Regions from separate parts of the Rattus norvegicus genome. Here region 1 is linked to region 2. Evidence: chromatin contacts called from public Hi-C data. All regions are on one chromosome and are shown on one strand. The core of a region is the stretch at or near the end of the contact, and the rest is flanking DNA. Distances in the headings are between cores, read along the strand shown. Region 1 has its middle 250 kb from the start of Thap1. Region 2 holds the start of Zfp703 (zinc finger protein 703).

Evidence for each region. Hi-C and Micro-C count contacts between places; a contact is called where the count stands out from the background.
Region 1: a Hi-C map of Schwann cells shows a contact between it and region 2, with 6 times the contacts expected there. The contact joins the enhancer-like site here to the promoter of Zfp703 in region 2. A contact is called at or near these places in 11 of 12 Hi-C or Micro-C datasets (the A7r5 cell line, Schwann cells, frontal cortex and 6 more) and 1 of 1 datasets of contacts at active chromatin or transcription factors (oligodendrocytes).

The regions. Positions count from the first base shown.
Region 1 is chr16:72,355,925-72,360,200 of GRCr8, forward strand. No RefSeq gene overlaps it. Among named protein-coding and RNA genes, the nearest start is that of Thap1, 250 kb to the right of the region's middle. Within about 2 kb of position 1,902, at least 4 of the 93 cell types and tissues checked have an H3K27ac peak or open chromatin away from gene starts, as enhancers often do. A contact at or near this core is called in Schwann cells, where this site is marked.
Region 2 is chr16:71,781,083-71,785,119 of GRCr8, forward strand. It overlaps Zfp703 (zinc finger protein 703), which reads right to left and starts at 2,428. Exons shown (of 2, transcript NM_001109425.2): 1 at 2,154-2,428; 2 at 1-1,189. The coding sequence starts at 2,399.

The sequences.
Region 1 (4,276 bases), core at 652-3,151, 570 kb after region 2:
GTGTATATCTGTGTGTATATCTCTGTGTGTGTCTCTGTGTGTGTCTCTGTGTGTGTGTGTGTGTGTGTGTGTGTGTGTGTAACTATTTCCAGCCTTAGGTTATTTTATTGTGACTGCACTATTTTTAAGAGATCATTTTTATGTATTTTCAGAAAATCGAAAATGAGAAAAATAGACTGTTTATAAGGGTACAGTTCGGAACCTTTATGCTTTCTTCCTCTCAAGGCCTTTAAAGACCATCATACCACCAAGACATCCTTAAATGCTAAAGACTTTGTACAGGAACCTCACTCCTCACAGTGAGTCCTTGAACTTTGAAGACTTAAAAGAAAGAAGGCTAGTGAGGGAGGGTTGTTGAGGGAGGGCTATTGAGGGATGTTTGGTGAGGGAAGGCTGTGCGGGGAGGGCTGATTGGGGAGGGCTGGTGTGAAGACAACCGGTGAGATGGAGCTTGGTCCCCAAGTTGGACAGGAGCAGGGAGAGAGGATGGAAAGGCACTTTCCCAGTCCACTCTGGGTGCCAGGTATGGCTTATAAAAAGCCTGTTCTTCATCCAGAGAGACCCAACACGCACCACTTTTGTGAACTGTCCTCTTGGAGGCATCGGGGGATGGACAGACTTCTTCCTATGTTTATTGCCTTCGGTCTGAACTCTGGGTCTTGAGAATGGATGCTTCAGGTCTCTCCCATGGCCCCTAGCGAGCATTTTCAAGTCTTCACCTCTCAGACTGGACCCTGAGAGAGAGCGGCTTTTCTTACCTCCTAAAAGCAGGGTGGACGTTGGCTTTGGGTTCCTTCCCACCATCTGGCTTACTTTGGAAAGCTGAGTGGTGAATGAGAAATTGAAAAGTTCTGGAGAGTGACCAGCATGGCCAACAAAAGTCTAATTGCACTTTAAAAAGGTGGGGCGGCCATCTGGCACGGCGAAGACACTCGCTTTACATTTCTACTGACTGGTGTATGACTGAAGTCATTTACCATTAAGTTCTATTTGAAAAAAACGCTAGTAGACATTTAGGTAATATTACAGAGCAATAAATGTTTAAGAGCCTAAGGATTCTGAGCTCTCCAAGAGCAGTTCAGACCCAGATGCTAAAAACACTTCATATGTGTGCGCATGTGTGCCTGTGTGGGATTTCCACACGCCCCCCCTCCTGGTTCTTTCACCCTCTGAATTCACATTCTGAATTGTTTAAGACTTTCCTGGCTGTGTCTCCTCTGCCCCCTCCCTCCCCTTTCCCCTTTAATTCTCTTTTACACGGGGGTAGAAGAAGCATGAGGGAAATGTAGTTAAAATTCAAAATGCTTCCCCTTTATCATTACCATGAATCAACACAATAAATGAGCCCCTTCAGAGCTCGGTAATAAGAATTTGATAAATCATCAGCCAAAAATTAACTAGATGTCAAAACAATCTTTGGGAAGTGTGATGGATTAGGGGTGATAGCAGCAATTAATCTCCCAGCATGAGTTCACCAGACAGATACAATGTAGGGAGATGGATTGGGGGGTGGGGGGGGGGGGCGGGAATCCGGGCCTTGCAAGGTCAGGACACTCCTGCAAAGAGGGGATGGGGAGGAGTCAGGGAGAGAGAGAGAGAGAGAGAGAGAGAGAGAGAGAGAGAGAGAGAGAGAGGAGAGAGGAGAGAGACTGAGGAAGAGGAGGGGAAGAATGAGGAGGAGGAGGAGGGGGAAGGAGGGAGAGGGGAGGGGGAGGGTTAGGAGGAGGAGAGAGGAGAGGGAGAGAAGGAAGGGGGGAGGAGGAGGAGGGGGAGGGGAAGGGGGAGGAGGGAAGAGGAGGAGGAGAGAAGAGAGAGAAATCTTGATCCTCTGAGTAGCAACTGCAGGCACCCAGCAGCTAAGCCAGAGGTCAGTGAATGCCTTTGAAAAGCCTGATCTCCAGCTGCTCTCTGATGAGTCAAACTCCTTCCCTCTCTTGCTAATAAATGCCACAAGTCTGTTCATGGGGCTCCATGTGGCCTCCAACCAAGCGGCAGACACCTTGAAGGGCTTCGGTTAGAAAGCCAAGCAGGGTGGCACCTTGTAAACCCCAGCCTGGAGGAAGGAGGTCAGAAAAAGGGAGGAGTGGCTTGAAGGGGGACTGAGGGCTGTAACTGGTTCAGAAATGCAAGGCTGGGCCTGGAGACCTCCTGGCCCAACTGGAGAGTAGGGATGGCCACGTGCAAAGAGGAGGAGGGGCCCCTTCAAGCGCCAAGCTCATAAATCTCCCTTTTGGATGTGACTGCCTTTTTTGGGTTCTATTTATTTGGCCGATTTTTGAACAGGGTTTATATTATTGGAAGAAATTAAAATTGTCAGAGAACTTTAAAAAGGGCCCTTTTGTTTCCCTCCCAGCCGGGGAACCTCAAGTTGGCCTAAACTTGAAATGTAAACAGAATGGTGGCTGGGAAGGGACAAGAGGTGGAAAAAAGACACTAAAAGCAATCCTCAGCCAGGCAGAGCATGGGAACCTTTGTGACAGGGTCCTGTGTAGTATCTATAGTATTGTCAGGTGCTGGGGCCACCCCTCGTGGACCCTACCTCCCACACACACAGTTCTTTATTGCCTTAAATAAATAAATAAATAAATAAATAAATAAATAAATAAATAAATCCCTGTAGGGTTTACACAGTGAGATATTTGGTGCCACTCCCACTAACAATGGTGGGTGCTTACTGGCTTTCTAATAGTCATAAAGCAATATTAATGCTTGATAACTACCTAAGGCTCTCTGTTTACAAAGCTCTGTTAGGAGACCAAGGTCTAACTCGGGGGAGTTGACACACTTGTGGAACGCTGGTTTCCAGTACACAGCATAGTACTAGGGCTAGTCCTAGCTAATACAGTAATGTGTTGTATTTCGGTCCCTCCATTTGCAGAGAAGGTAAATTGGCAGAAGGGTTAGGTGGTTGGTGGGAGAAAGCTACCCCTGGTGTTATGGTTCAGGCGTGTGAACACCTGGTTCGGCTGGGCTGCTAGCACTATTTTCTGAGGTTGTGGGGCCTGGGGATGGAGGTGGTCCAGCGCTGGTCCAGTCTGCTTTCTGCTCAGCTGATTTATGGGAAGCTAATGTTAGCCAAGCTCCTACTACCGTAGACCATGCCGTTCTCGGGGGCCATGCCCTCTTTGCCAAGGTAGACTCTCTCCTGCATTGTGACCCTCAGGTTGATTCAGTCAGTATGTAAAAGTAAGTAGCACAGTGTTCAGAAAACACATGCACCTAACACACAGGTACACACACATACGCACATGTAACACACACATCTAACACAAACACACACCTAACATACACATACACACACAGAAACATACACACCCCTAATACACAGACAAACACATACATGCACATAACACACAAACACACACAGACACACACATACATACATGTAACACATACAAGCACACACATATCTAATACACAGACGCACGCAGAGACACACACCTAGCACACAAATATACACCTAGCATGCACAAACACACACCTCACACACACCTAACCCATGCACATATCTAACATACACACACACACACACACACACACACACACACACACAAATATACACACCCAACATGCACACAGTCACAAACATACACACACAGTACAAGCTCAGGGTCACCAAAAGAACCTTCTGAGTCCTGGGAACATTCACTTGTCCCCTTAGCTTGCTTCAGACACACAGGCAGCTTCCTGGTCCTCAGACCCACAGTGCAAGCTCCACCCACAGTCCTCACACAAGCTCCTCCCCACAGCTTTTTTTTTTTTCTGCTCCAAAGAGCATGCAGGCTAACTCCTTTCCATCTTTGCTAACAAGATGTCACCTTCTGGATGAGCTCTGTGCCCCTAGCAGCCACCTCCCTGCTCCCTGCCTCTCTTTTCTTTGCTCCGCTTATATGTAGCATGCTCACCCCCATAGGATGGATATTTACCTGTCTTCATGTCTGTCCCTCCCTCGTGAGGACATCAGCTCCCTCAGAAGACTGCATTCCCTTCTTCTGCATTTTATTCCCCACTGCACGCTGAACACCTACGATAACATCTGGAATAGCAGGTTGTCCCCCAACCCCACCCCGCAACCTCCCACCCTGTGCATCTTGAGTGAATGCTAACCACTTCCTGGGAGCGTCTGATTCTTGGGCCTCAGTACTGGGCTGAGACACAGGTTTAAGAGCTTGGGCAGCATAGGCCAGCCAGCCATCAGACCGAAGGCTGTTTCGATGGAAGCGGAGCTGGGACCTGGGGAGGCTCATGAGCCTCCGTCAGAGGATGGAGGATGCTG
Region 2 (4,037 bases), core at 1,178-3,677:
CCTCGGAAGTGGCAAAGCGCTTGTCGCAGGGCCCGCTGGCCGCCACCCAATTGCAGCTGTGTGGCAGCGGTTCATTCTGCAGCATGAAGCCATAGGTGTAGAGAGGATGGCCCGGGAGCGCGGCCTGGGCGGCGCTGGAGGAGAGCGCCGCAGGTTGCAAGGGGTGCCCGGGGTACACCAGAGGGTAGCCACTGGCCTTAAGGCTGGGCCCGGCCGGATCGTGCGCGCTGCAAGTGGAGCAGCTAGAGCCACCGAGGTGCGAGGCGCTGTGGTAGCCTCCTAGGCAGTAGGGGTCACGGCATAATCCCTGCAGGAAGGAGGGTGGGGAGGCCCCGGTGAGCGGGCTGGAGCTGGGGGGCTTGCCGGGTGGCAGGCCCAGGCCCCCGGACAGCTGACCTCCCACTAAACCAGACTTGCTAGGATCCAGGCCAGGCACGAACTGAGACGGGTAGCCGGCGTAGGCGCCCACAATGGAGCCGTGATAACCGATGCTGGAGGGCGGTAGTGGAAACACCGAGTGGCCTGGTTTGTAGGGTGACACTGGGGCCACGTGGCCCGCCCCCACCAGGGCGGAGGGCGGTTCGGATTTGCGCCCTGATGCGGTGGCCTCCGGGCCACCGTGAGCCGAGTCCCCGCTGCTGCCTCGGCTTCCAGCGGCTGGCTCGGGACTGGGTTTGGCTTCCTGGTCTTTCTTGTCCAGTTCCCCGCCGCCGCCGGCCCCGCCGCTGCCGCTCTTGCAGTCTGAGTGGTGTGGGGAACCTCCGCGGGAGCCGCCCGGCGAAGACGAGTTTGACGAGGTGGAGACCGCTGCTCCATGCGGGGGAAAGGGAGGGCAGGCGGCGCTGGGGACCCTGAAGCCAGCCTTGTCTCCCGGGGATGAGGAGGACGAAGAGGTGGTGGAGGACACCGACGAGGAGCCGCCGTCTTTGCGGGAGTCGCCGCCGCCGGAGCCCTTAGAGTAGGGCTTGAAGCTGGACTTGTCCTCCGCCGGGGAGTCCCCCAGCTGCTTGAGCGCCGCGGCCGCAGAGGCGGCGCCGGGGGCGGAGCGGCTCGGGTCTTTCTCGGATCCCAGCCCGTTGGCCGCCGCCGCCGCCACGGAGTTGAGCTTGGACGAGGGCGGCGGGTCGGGCTTGCCGATCTGCGAGCAGGTCTGGGCTAGCAGAGCCAAAGGACTCTTCTTGGCGTCCAGCTGCGGGAGACAGTGGCAAGGGGGAATGAGAAGACGGTGAGAATAGGAGACCCACCAAGTGCGCAGGGAGGCAGAGTCAGGCACCGGGGGAATGACGGGGGCCTAGAGAAGAGGGTCACCCAAAGAGGGCCTGGCTCTGGCGGAGCAGCTGGGCAGAATGGCACTAGCCTTGTGGGTTAGTCCCTGAGTGTGTCATGGGCGCTGGCGCGCAGGAGAAACGACTCAACAACGGCCCTCCCAGATAAAGATGACTTCGCTGTAATCGGGGTGGTGATTCTCCCCCCTTTTTAATCTAATTTTCCCATCTTTTTGGCCCAGGGAAAAACTTAAGCCTTTAGTTTGGGAGAACTTCGTTTGGGACGGGTTTCTGGTGATGGCGCTCGGGGTAAGAGTAGGGAGAGGCGCCTTCTAAAGGCAGAGCCGCAGTTGGCCCTGTGAGTAGCCCCTCCCTCTCTCATTCCCTCTCTCCCTCCCTCCCTCCCTCCCTCCCAGGGAGGACACCCTGAGAAGTAGGGTGAAGAAAGACCCAGGATCGCGAGTGCCTGGTTTTCTGCACTGTGCCCCACCAGGCCGCGGAAGATGCAGAGGGACACCTCTGGCTTCCAAGAGAACAGATCGGGGTGGAGGCGAGGGAGGTCCAGAAGCAGTCTTTGGACAGGACTCTAAGGGGCCACAGAAAAAGTAAAGGACTCTGGGCACCACAAGAGCAAATCCAGCCCTATAGAAAACATGCAGCTCCAAAGGGCGAGTGGGCAAAAACCTTCCACCCAGGAGTCTAGGGAGAACCTGGAGGGGTCTGATTCCTGCCTTCCGTCCCTCCTCAGGAGCTCCGCCAGCGTGGCCAGCTTCGGGCCTCTCGTCCCACTGAGCTACTGGGGGCGGGGGGGGCAGGGAGCAGAGCCAAGGGCCCAGCATGGGTGGAGGAGTGGGTTCAGTTCTAGGTGGGCAGCGCCGGGAGACTGACCTCAATGGGGCTGACGGGAGTGGAGGACAGCGGTTGCAGGTACTCCGGGTGCAGGAGGTGACCGGTGTGAGCGCTCAGCATCTTCAGGACCCTGATAGGGAGCCGGTTCGCCTGGCGCAGGGGGTCCGCCGGGGGCAGGAGGGACACCACTGCCGGCACCGCCGGCCTCTTCCCGCCGCCGCCGCTGCCGCCGCTGCCGCTGCTTTCGGGTGTCCTTGGGTTAGATCCAGCGGGCGAATCGCTCATTTGGAGGAGGCAGCGCCACTGGGGGGGCGGGGAGGGAGGGGAAGCTCCGGGAGGCGAGCTCCGGGGGCGGGTGGGCTCGCTCCGCTGCGTCGAACGCCGTGCAGCAGCCGCTGCGCCTCCGTGCCGCCTCCCCTCCTCCACCGCCGCCGCCGCCGCCGCCGCCGCCGCCGCCGCCGCCGCCGCCGCCGCCGCTAGCCCAGGCGAGCAACACAAAAACCTTCGCCTTCCGCGAGCTGCACGTCAAATAGCCGCGATCTGCAGCCACACTTCAAAGGGATCGCCGCGCCCGCCCAATCGCAGCTCTCTCCCGGACCCCGGGGCGGGGAGAGCGGAGGGCGGAGGCGGGCGCCGCCGGTGGGCGGGGAGAGTCTTAAAGCGCCCTAGCCCGTCGCCGCCTCCCGGCCTTCGCCGCGCGCTGGATCCGCTTTCCTTTGCGGGTTGTGCCCAGCTGCCCTAGCCAACGGGTCACACAAGGGATGGGACTTCTGGACACGGGCTCTGCGCCCTCTCCTGCGCTGGCTCTCCTGTTGCCCGCTGCTTCCCACTAGTGTCTAGGGTGGAGACCGGAGTGGGAACGCACGGCGCCTGCTCCGGTCCTAGGATCCAAGCCTCTCCCCGGGGCCGCCTGGGGGCGGACTACGCCTCGGGAGCTCGGCCGGTTCTCCGAGCTGCTTCGGCCGGTTCTCTTTCCCCTAATTGGCTTCTCCCGGATGTGTTCACTTGGAAGCACCGAAGCCTTGGGGGCATCCACTATTCCCTGGGCGCTGCCTGGACCCTTCCAACTACTTTGAGCTTGTCCAGTCAGACTGCAAATTGAAAGACTCCCTTCCAGGAGGGATGGTCTAGGTGAAGCGTGGTTGAAGGTTGCCTCCCTTGGCAAGGAGCGCTGCCTCAAAGCTCCTGGGACGCCCCGGGGGCGCCCTGAATTATTGATCGTGTTTAGGTGTGTTTCAGGGTTCTTGTCCCGTTTAAAGTCGTAAAGCTACCTCACCCTGCTGTGACGAGCTGCTGCTTGGCGGCGGCGACGTGGTTAGGAGTCGCATCAAAGTAGAGGCCGGTATCCTAGAGGAGGGGGGGGTGTCTCAGCACTGCAGAGTGATACAAACTCCAGAGACTGCTCTTGGTTTTTCCCCCAGGGAAACTTCGAAATAAAACTTTTTTTTTTATTGATAATAACAGTACCCTCTCGGATTCCCCCAAGCCTTCCGGAAAAAGTATGTATTTACACTTGTCAGAGATTTTTTTTTTTTAATTTTTACATAGTCATGGACCTGACCGTAAAGTTCTAGATTCTTGTCTCAATAAGCTGAGAATGGTGCTTTGTGTCCCAGCTCTGGAGTGACCACTTTTGCATGCCCTCAGTGGCCAGTGGAGGCGCGCTGGTGTCGCCATTCCTTTTGAATACCACTTTCCAGTTGTGATTTCTCAGTCACTCTGACCATCAAGTTCTGTCTTTGTATTGTGTTTGTGTTGCCCAGGACTATGTGGTTCTGAGTGCGTGGTGCTGACCCACGGTTTTTTGTTTTTTGTTTTCTTTTTTTCCTTTTTCCCTTTTTTCTTTTCCCTCTGACTCTGGTACCAATGACTCAACACAACGTGAGAACAAGAACTTTCAAAGGAATCTTCAAAGTGAGAGAA